2 separate regions of the Zea mays genome follow, and region 1 is linked to region 2. A link is a contact called in public Hi-C data. All regions are on one chromosome and are shown on one strand. The core of a region is the stretch at or near the end of the contact, and the rest is flanking DNA. Distances in the headings are between cores, read along the strand shown.

Region 1 (4,602 bases), core at 907-3,406, 550 kb before region 2:
CAACCTCTGCAGAGTGTTATGAAACTGATATATCAGCCGTGCTCACGGTTATGAGCGGCCAAGGGAGCTCCAGTGATTAGTGGTACTTGATAAGAGACCTTTTGGTTTACAGGTGGTTATGAGATTGATGGTTTTGGTTATGACTATGGTATTGGTAAGTGGTATTCTTTCCGTTTGGAAAGGATACATTGGGTTAATAACTTGGGTTAATGTTAAAACCTGGCTTTCTACTAGTAAGTAATAACCTGACCAACTAAAAGCAACTGCTTGACTTATCCCCACATAAAGCTAGTCCACTACAGCCAAACAGGATACTTGCTGAGTATGTTGATGTGTACTCACCCTTGCTCTACACACCAAACCCCCCCCCAGGTTGTCAGCATTGCAACCACTGCTCAGGCGAAGATGAAGCTGTGGAAGGAGACTTCCAGGAGTTCCAAGACTACGACGAGTTCTAGGTGTGGGTTAGCGGCAACCCCCAGTCGGCTGCCTGTGAAGGCCGTGCTATCTACGTTTCGTTTTCGCACTTTGATTTATTGTAAGAACTATATGGACGTCTCAGACGTATGATGTAATCGACTATTATCCCTTTTTAATACTATTTCGAGCACTGAGTGATGATGTCCATATTATGTAACTGCTGTGTACGTGAATAACTGATCCTGGCACGTACATGGTTCGCATTCGGTTTGCCTTCTAAAACCGGGTGTGACAGATCGCTTCCTGAAGTAATATCACCAATGCTTTTGGTTTGCTCAGCTTCCCCAAAAGGTAGGGGCATGTGTTGAGCGCTATTTGTGGCACTGGGCACGACCGGACGATCCGACCCTGAAGACCGGACGGTCTGCCTTTAGGTGTGTATGGTCCATGATTAGATCGGATCAGGAGTAACTAATCCCTTTTTCGCGTGTGTTTATCCCTCTAAACCCGCGGATGATGTTGGCAAACGCCTAGGAACGGGTCCAGACCTCCCATATATATATATATATATATATATATATATATATATATATATATATATATATATATATATATATATATATATATATATATATATATATATATATATATATATATATATATATATATATATATATATATATATATATGAAGGGCAACGACCGATTACGGAGACAAACAATCGAACTACGATCGATATATTTTCCGTTCTTTACTTTTTACCCTAGGAGTAGACAATAACACAACTTTGTTCATCTCAATCTTCATCTCTCTTCGACTCTACATCGTCTAGAGGTGTCTTGGATGGTCTACCGATTCCAAGACAAACCCTAGGGTCTCTCCTCCTTGATGGGGTCCCTTCCGAAAGTGAGATCCAGGTGCTGTTGGCGAACGCCGCCGCCCCTACGCACACGCATACTGTCCGGCCACCAGGCGTGGACCGTCCGGATTCGGTGCAGGGAAGACCAGCTCCTGCCGCAGGTTACGGACCGTCCACGCTGTCGCAGAGAGCACCGCCACTGGTACATCTCGTAGTGATTGGAGCTTAGATCGGCGCCAACAATTTGTTACATATGGTTTATAATGTTGTAATCAAACAATGTATCTTAAAACCATAGTATTTTTACAGTTGTCAAACCTGTCGTATTTCTACGACAATTGCAAAGTATAGTATTATAAAACCGTAATTTTGAGAAAACATGGTTTCCGGACAAGTATTAAGTTGTGCCAAACAATAATAGGTAAACTTTATGAAAGCAACTCCAAAAGACTGTTAAAAATTATTCCTTAAAATTTAATATTAGGGTCTCCTGTAAAAAATTCTTAAATAATTCTAAACCTGCGGTAGGCTGCTAATAAATTAATCCTAAATTCCTTCAGCCATGCGTAAGCAGCGTGTGAGACAAAAAAAAAATAGTTGGAAACAATTGGATGGACGTGTGCTGAGACATGGAAATTTGAGGGAGAAAATGCTATGTATTCGGGGCGCCAAGATAATGGAGGATAAAAAGGAGAGCTGTTGAAGGGCTCATTTTGCATTTTTTCCAACAATTTTTTTACGGTTTGCTTTAGGGGTTTTAGGGTTTAGGGTTTTTTAACATGTGGCAGGCGCTAATAAAATCAGAAGATAAAGTGGCAGGCGCATGCGGCATGGTATATTGGTATCGATCCTGCCAAGTGCCGTAGCCCGCAGCCACCCAGAGCCTCTTATCGGCGTTCCCTTCGTTCTACTCCGATCCCCTCTCCAAGCGGCACATCTACATCCTTCCAGCGCACCAAATGCTTTGGATTGCGTTGCTTAGCACTAAAGACTAGATGCCCTTATGCGATTATATATGCTCAAAAGCCTGTGGTGATAGCTCAAGCCACATGAATGTATTAGATCAGGTGAAAGGGCAAGAGTTTCGATCAGTGGGCAGGCCGCAGGCGCAAACAAACAGTTGACAGGGTAGACTCAAGGCAATAGTGAGGAAGTGGCCGATCTGTTGAGGCCGATGGAGGCAGATAGCATGGTGGCCATGGGCTGCGGAGGTTTCTACTGGCAGTCGCCTCCGCGCTTCCTCCTTGAACCCCTCGACCTAGCCGACATCGTCGACAGGTGATTCAGTCAGCTGCTGCTAATCTACCGGAGAAGAGTGGATCACTCGGTTCTTCTCTTCTTTCCCTTGTTCCTTCTTCCAGTGGTCTGACGAATGAATAATGGTTTCTTGGTGCGTGCGCGCGGGCAGCAGCATGTACGTGCCGACGAACGAGGCTGATGAGCCCGTATCCGGGCTCTGCTCATCGAACCGGCCGGCGGAGGATTACTCCAGTTCGGCCGAGGGCGCCAACTCCTGTTCCGCGGCGGTGGTTCCGTCGCCGCCGCCGCCTCCGGGCGTGACGACGACGACGACGAGGAACATGGACATGGAGAGGACCCGCCGCAGGAAGCTCAACGAGAGGCTCTACGCGCTCCGGAGCGTCGTGCCCAACATCACCAAGGTCGTCAGAGCACTGCATCTATCTGTGCGTGCATGGTCATGGAGACAGCTTGGTAATTAATCGACTTCTTTGGTGTACGCACTACGCAGATGGACAAGGCGTCCATAGTCAGGGACGCCATCGCCCACATCGAGCATCTGCAGGAGCAGGAGCGCCGACTGCTCGCCGAGATATCCGTTCTCCAGTCTTCTGACGACGGCACCGCCGCCGCCGCCGCCGTCAAGACGGAGGACGCTGCCGCCACTGGGGGTGCTGCGTACGACGTCGACAGCGTCCCCTGGAGGAAGAAGCCGAGGGCGGTGCCACTGCCGTCCGTGTATTTCACCGACAACCCGACGAGCTCCATCTCGTCATCTCCGCCAGTCCGAATCCTGGAGGTGATAATATAGTAGATACTTGACTGGCTCAAGCGATCGAATTGTTCGAGAGCCCGATTAGTAAATGATGATTGAGATTGGGTCGCAGCAGGTGCAGGTCTCGCAGGCAGGGGAGAGGGTGGCGGTGGTGAGCCTCTGGTGCAGCAGGGGCAGGGACGCCGTGGGCAAGATTTGCCTCGCACTGGAGCCGCTGCGCCTCCGGGTCGTCACGGCCACCATCACCGCGCGCGGCGACACTGTCTTCCACACACTGTTCGTGGAGGTAATTAAGCAGCCTGCTAACTACAGCTTGCCGCACGACGGAAATTACTGTGGTTGCCCTTGTACGTGTGCGTGCCTACCTGAGAAGTCAGCTTCGGCACTCGCGAACCGATGGCGTCACCGGGGTGACGTCGCGCGGGATGACGTACGGAATGGTGCTCCGTTGTGGTTGTCGTCGTCGTCCTTTCGGCAAAAATTAGGAGCCGGAGTAGATGTTGGTCTCGAGGTTTCATCAGTGCTGGCCGATCGACGACTAGTAAAGTACGTCAAGTTTCTGCGTGGGAAACGGGCGCGCGACATTTTATATTTTGTTCTACTGACGGTGAAGGATTGAAGAAGCCTTCGTGTCAGTGATAGCACTGAAGAATTAATAAATCGGTTTTTAAGGTGGTGGCTTTAGTTGTTGGTGTACTCATTTTTATTTTTAGTCATGTTTTTTCTCAGATTATTATTTTAGTGCTATAGAGCAGAAGAACAAAATTAAGCAAAAAATACGATCCATAGACACACACTAACTTTATACAAAGACCAAAAGATAGCGAAAGAATAAATCTTTGGGGTCAGTCATCAGTGGAGTGAGAGGAACCGTCATTAGCTTGGATGCCATCTCCAGGTGGCTTTCTTGAACGTGAAGTCGTCAACAGTCCCTTGATTGGCAGGCGCCCCTATACATACATGTAGGCCAAAAGGGGCATGTCACCCTCTTGCTGATTGAAAACTCACTTATGTATCATGTATGCAGCTATTAAACTGATTATTAAAAATCAATAAATAATAAAATATGATCTTGAAACTGAAAGCCGCACTATTTGGGGTCGGTCTGGATCCCTTAAACTCGTCGATAGTTCGATCTTTAGATGAAAACTTCGGTTGGTTAATTCAATTAATGTTTTAATGAAAACTTAGGTGACTGCAGTTTAAACGACTGCATCTGTCATCCTGTGTTGTTTGGATACATGGAACTAGTAGTAGTAAAGTAAAATTCGGTCCACCTTTTGGTACACCGTAAGGATGAACCAGGATC
Region 2 (4,781 bases), core at 1,872-4,371:
TATTCCTTTTTATTTCTAAGTAGAATTTATGTGTATAGCTAAAAATGGTTTATCTATGATTCTTCTAACATTAATATTCCAAAAATTAGTGTGGATCACTAATTAGATTTTAAATAACATATTCATGGTTATTTTGACATAAACAAGTATTTTACTAAATCCAAGAAATTAAGTGCTATACTTATGATCACATGTATTTTGACTAGAAAAATCTATTTTCACTTGACCGAAAACACGTGGTCTAGTATTTCTTCTACTTCTTCATATCAATAAATTTACACTTAACATACTTATAACAACTATCGTTCCATAAGCTAAAGCGAAGTTAAATTTGTAAACATTTTCTAGTATGAAAATCACCGAGGTAGTGAATAGTGACATTATTCATTTTTAAAATTATAAAATCATGCACATATCCGAAATATTGTTGCGGGGTTCAATTTCGGCTATACGTATACATCAAAATCTCTTTTCAACAATCTATAAACTGATAATCCCGAAATTATTAAATTTACAAAACATGGACTAAAATGAAAAATCGTCTTCTTCTACCTTGGACTTGCTCGCGTGCAGGGGGAGCTCGACGGGGGGGGGGGGGGGTTCGACCGGGCAGGGAAGGGACAGGGGGTTTGGCGTCGAGCAGGGAAGCGGGGCAGGGGTCCTCGACGTCGAGCGGGGCTCCGGCGGGGTGCTGCGTGGTCGACGAAGCTCCGGCGACGAACTCACGGCGAGGGAGGAAGAGGATGGCGGGTTCGGCTGTAGGGGAGGGAGAGCTCGTGGGCGCGGATGTCCAATTTATAGAGGAGAGGGAAGGGGAGAGGGCGCCCGGGGGGAGAAGAAACGACCGACATAACTCCATTGATGGCATTCATGGAGGTTTTGAATGGAGGGAGAGAGAAGGGGAAACTAGGGGAGGAGTAGAAGTGTCGGCGGTCCGGCTCCGGGGTCACGGTCGGGCGCGAGGTCGGCGGCCTGGTCGCGGTCGGCGCGCAGCACGCGCGCGATGTCCTGGTGGCGGCGCGGCTGGGGAAGGAGACGAGGGGCGGCCGCGGGTGGGGCCCGCTCGGCAGGGAGAGAGGGGGGGGGGGAAGAAAATCCTCCCCTAATGGCGGCTTGACTGTTGGGCCCTGATGGGCCGGTTAGATGTTAGGGTTTCTGAAATTCTTTTTTTATTTCTTTTCTATTAAAATATAAATAAATATATTTTTAAAAATTCTAAAAAATCATAATAATTATACCAAAATTTTTTATAACTAAAATATTTATTTTTGGACCAATAATTATTATATTATTTAATTGGATTTTTATTAAGAAGAAAATTTCTACTAAACATCCAAAATCAAACATGAATACAACAAAAATTATTCTAGATGCAAAATAAAAATCACACTTTATTACCCTAATTATCATTAATAATCTTAAATGTATTTTTTTAGTTGATGGTTTTTATAGTGTTACATGGAGTCTCTCACAAGTTACACAATTGTTTACAATCAAAATGGAGTAAGGATGGGAGTAGAAACGCACACAAGGGCACAACGCAGCAACAACACACACAAGTGAAAAGAGAGCGCACGAAACACAACGACAGAATTACAGCTCAAAAACGCGCTCAAATCTCTCTCTAGCAAAACAATAGCATGGTCGCATGGATTCAGAGCTGTAGTGTTCTCAAAGAGTGCTTGGGTACAACTCCATGGTGTCTAGAGGGTCCTTTTATAGCCCCAAGGGACCTAGGTGTCGTTGGAGCTCCATTTGGAAGGTCCTAGTTGCCTTCTATCCGCGAGTACACCGGACTGTCCGGTGCACACCGAACACTGCACAGTGCAACTATCATGAATCTCTGATTTGCTACTTTTTGCTTCTGGGCGGCACCAGACTGTCCCACGGGGGCACCGAACTGTCCGGTGCTCCTCCTGACCGTTGGCTCCGGCTAACGTGTCAAGTAGCCGTTGGCCGACTAACAAACCGGATTGTCTAGCATTCCGCGCGGACCATCCGATGAATTATAGCCGGGGGTGTTAGCTTTTCCCGAGAGCTGCCCAAACGACCGGACAGTTACCGAACCGTCCGGTGGGTGGCACCGGACCTTCTGGTGCTACTCAAAGAAGCCCAGATGCTTCTTTTCCATGCCAACTTTTCTTTGTTTTTTGGCTCGACTTCGTATAGTCCCTAACACTTAGAGTGTGTTTGGTTTGAGGAATGAAGTGATCCATCTTCTTCTCACTCTTCACTTTTTTATTTGGTTTGTGGAATAAAATGAGTTGATCCATCACCACCCCATTCCTCATAAGCTAATAATTAGTATATACATGAGGAGTGGATTGATTCCACCAAAATTGATGGAATGAACTTATGATGCATCACCTCATGAAGCATAGAGTGACTCCACAAACCAAACACACCATTAGACAATATATGATTAGTACCTAAAACAAGTGACTAAGTGCTAGAAACATACACTTTTTCACTTGGAACCATATAGATTTGTAGTATGTCTATTTTCAAGCCTAAAAGTGCCTTCGAAGTCGTTTTCTTGGGCCATCGCGAGTTTGCTTTATCGTAGCACGAACGATGGGTGCCAAATGTTGGGACCGACTGACACATGGTCAAGTGGGCCCAATCAAGAAAGAGGGAACACAAATGCTCAACAAAACAGTAAGTATGGAACTGTAGCGTCTTGTTAAGTGTGTCCCGTCCATGTACAATGTGAGGATATTTATAGGTAACCGAGCATGTGGGTGTGCCCCCCTAAGTAATGTTATGCACTCAGTTACCTGCTACCATCGTTAGAGCGATGTTAAGTACAATCTGCTTAAACGTACTACGGATCCTATCCAAGACGGGCCGACAAATGGGCCCAAATAACGGCGGGACACGGCCTGGCCGCCGCCCAACCACATGGTAGTTTAATCCCCTACTAGTCTCGGAGAGTCGCTCCGAGGAATGGGAGTCGTGCCCCACCGGCGGCAGCAGCACCGGTGACGCCGGCACGCCTAAATGCGTCGTCCCCTCGCCTCTGCGGCCCTCCGCCTCCGCTTCTTCTCTTCCACCTCCCCTGCCCGCCTTCTCTCGCCCTGCCCATTCCTTCTATCCCGCCGTGACGACGACGGCGGCCGCGAGGCCTCCTCGTCGCCGCTGCCCCCGCTCCCGCCTTCTGGCTCGGCTTTCTCCCCACGCCCGCTCCTCTTCTCTGCATCAGCTGCCGCGGGCCTCTTCAGCCTCCATGGCGGGTGGTGGAGGCAGGCTCTTCCTCCTGCAGCGTCGCGGCCCCTCGGCTCCGTCTCTGACGCAGCTCCCGTCCGGCTCACCATCTCCCGCAGTAAGGAAGGGCTGGCCCCTTCTTTGATTTCCTCGTTGTGCCTGCTTTTTCTATTTGCTTAGCTCTTGCCTTATGTTGGGTGCTGCTGCTCTTCTGATGCAGGTTATTCTCTGCGTGTGGCCAAGGGCAAGAAGAAAGCACATTTTGACGATGAACACAGGTAATTCCCCTTTCTTGGTCTCCCTCAGAAGTCACATTTTGACGATGGCACCCCTAACATTTCCCTCAGATGTCAGAACATTGCGTATCCAGCAAAACAGATTTCAGAAGTTGTGTTCTCGTCATGGATTATTGACATTCTTTGTTTTCATGCAAAATATAATAATTAGTATATTTATATATGAAACATTGTGATAAAGAAGATGCTCAACACAGTGCCTCGTACCCTATATCTATCTACTATATAAATCACCAGTTTCCATTGTTTCTACCGTCGTCGTGCGTGACCCCTCCTTGCTCCTCATTTTAATGGTGAAAAAGCTAAAATTATGTACAAATAAGGATTCAAACCATGATTTTTGCCTTGTTGGCTCCAAACCCACATTCATACCCACATAACAAACAAAATACACATGTTTTTGCGTTTTATACTTTATAATTAAGCATAAATGGAAACCGTAGCAACATATGAGTACCTAACAAGTATAAGATAAATTGCGATTTTGTGAGTGTGAGATGGTTTTGGTATATGTGCATCTGTGGATCTGTGCTGTGATGGAACACAAATGCTTTTGCCCTGATGTTATGACAGTACACAATTGGGGATATGTTATTCCATAATTTTTTTGGAGTTGGAGGCATAAGAGAATGTTATGCTCCCCATTCCTGGACGAGGTGATGAGACAAGGAAAAAAGCCCACTTAGAATATGCTTCTGATTGAACTATGAGTCTGAATCACGATGCTGCTGCACAATAAGTACTCATTGCAAATTACCCCTTTATTTTTTGTCATTGTGGTAAAGAAACACAATTACAAAGGATAACCTATACTAGTTGATCCAGCATTTTGTTATCAACAGAATAGTGTCATTGCTTCTTGTTTGGATTGCTCATGAAGTTATCTTTTGATGTACATTTCGTTTAATGTAATTGATATTGGAATGTGACCTCAGCCATCGAGCGGTTAACATGGCACTATGGTGCAACTTCCTCGTTTTCTCCCTAAAGTTTGGAGTGTGGATTTCAACTTCAAGTCATGTTATGCTAGCTGAGCTTGTGCATTCTGTTGCAGACTTTGCTAACCAGGTATGTTTTTTTTGCTATGCCAGTTGATGTTTATACCTTTCCTCTCTGTTTCATGACCATGAATAAAGAACTCAGATCTAATTGTTCATCAACTTTCAGGCTCTTCTTGCTTATGGTTTGAGCAGCTCAAGACGTGCTCCAGATGCTCTACACCCGTATGCATAATCCATTCTTCTGGAATATAATGCTTTGTCAGAAAATAACTGGAACATT

What was found. Hi-C and Micro-C count contacts between places; a contact is called where the count stands out from the background.
Region 1: a Hi-C map of leaf shows a contact between it and region 2, with 4 times the contacts expected there. The contact joins the promoter of LOC100193646 here to the promoter of LOC100273674 in region 2. A contact is called at or near these places in 2 of 25 Hi-C or Micro-C datasets (ear and leaf).

What each region holds. Positions count from the first base shown.
Region 1 is chr2:82,877,773-82,882,374 of Zm-B73-REFERENCE-NAM-5.0, reverse strand. It overlaps LOC100193646 (basic helix-loop-helix (bHLH) DNA-binding superfamily protein), which reads left to right and starts at 2,156. Exons shown (of 4, transcript NM_001138742.1): 1 at 2,156-2,557; 2 at 2,688-2,940; 3 at 3,030-3,317; 4 at 3,409-3,962. The coding sequence starts at 2,454. The coding sequence ends at 3,912.
Region 2 is chr2:82,331,597-82,336,377 of Zm-B73-REFERENCE-NAM-5.0, reverse strand. It overlaps LOC100273674, which reads left to right and starts at 3,121. Exons shown (of 13, transcript NM_001360290.1): 1 at 3,121-3,322; 2 at 3,425-3,482; 3 at 4,436-4,568; 4 at 4,668-4,723. The coding sequence starts at 4,452.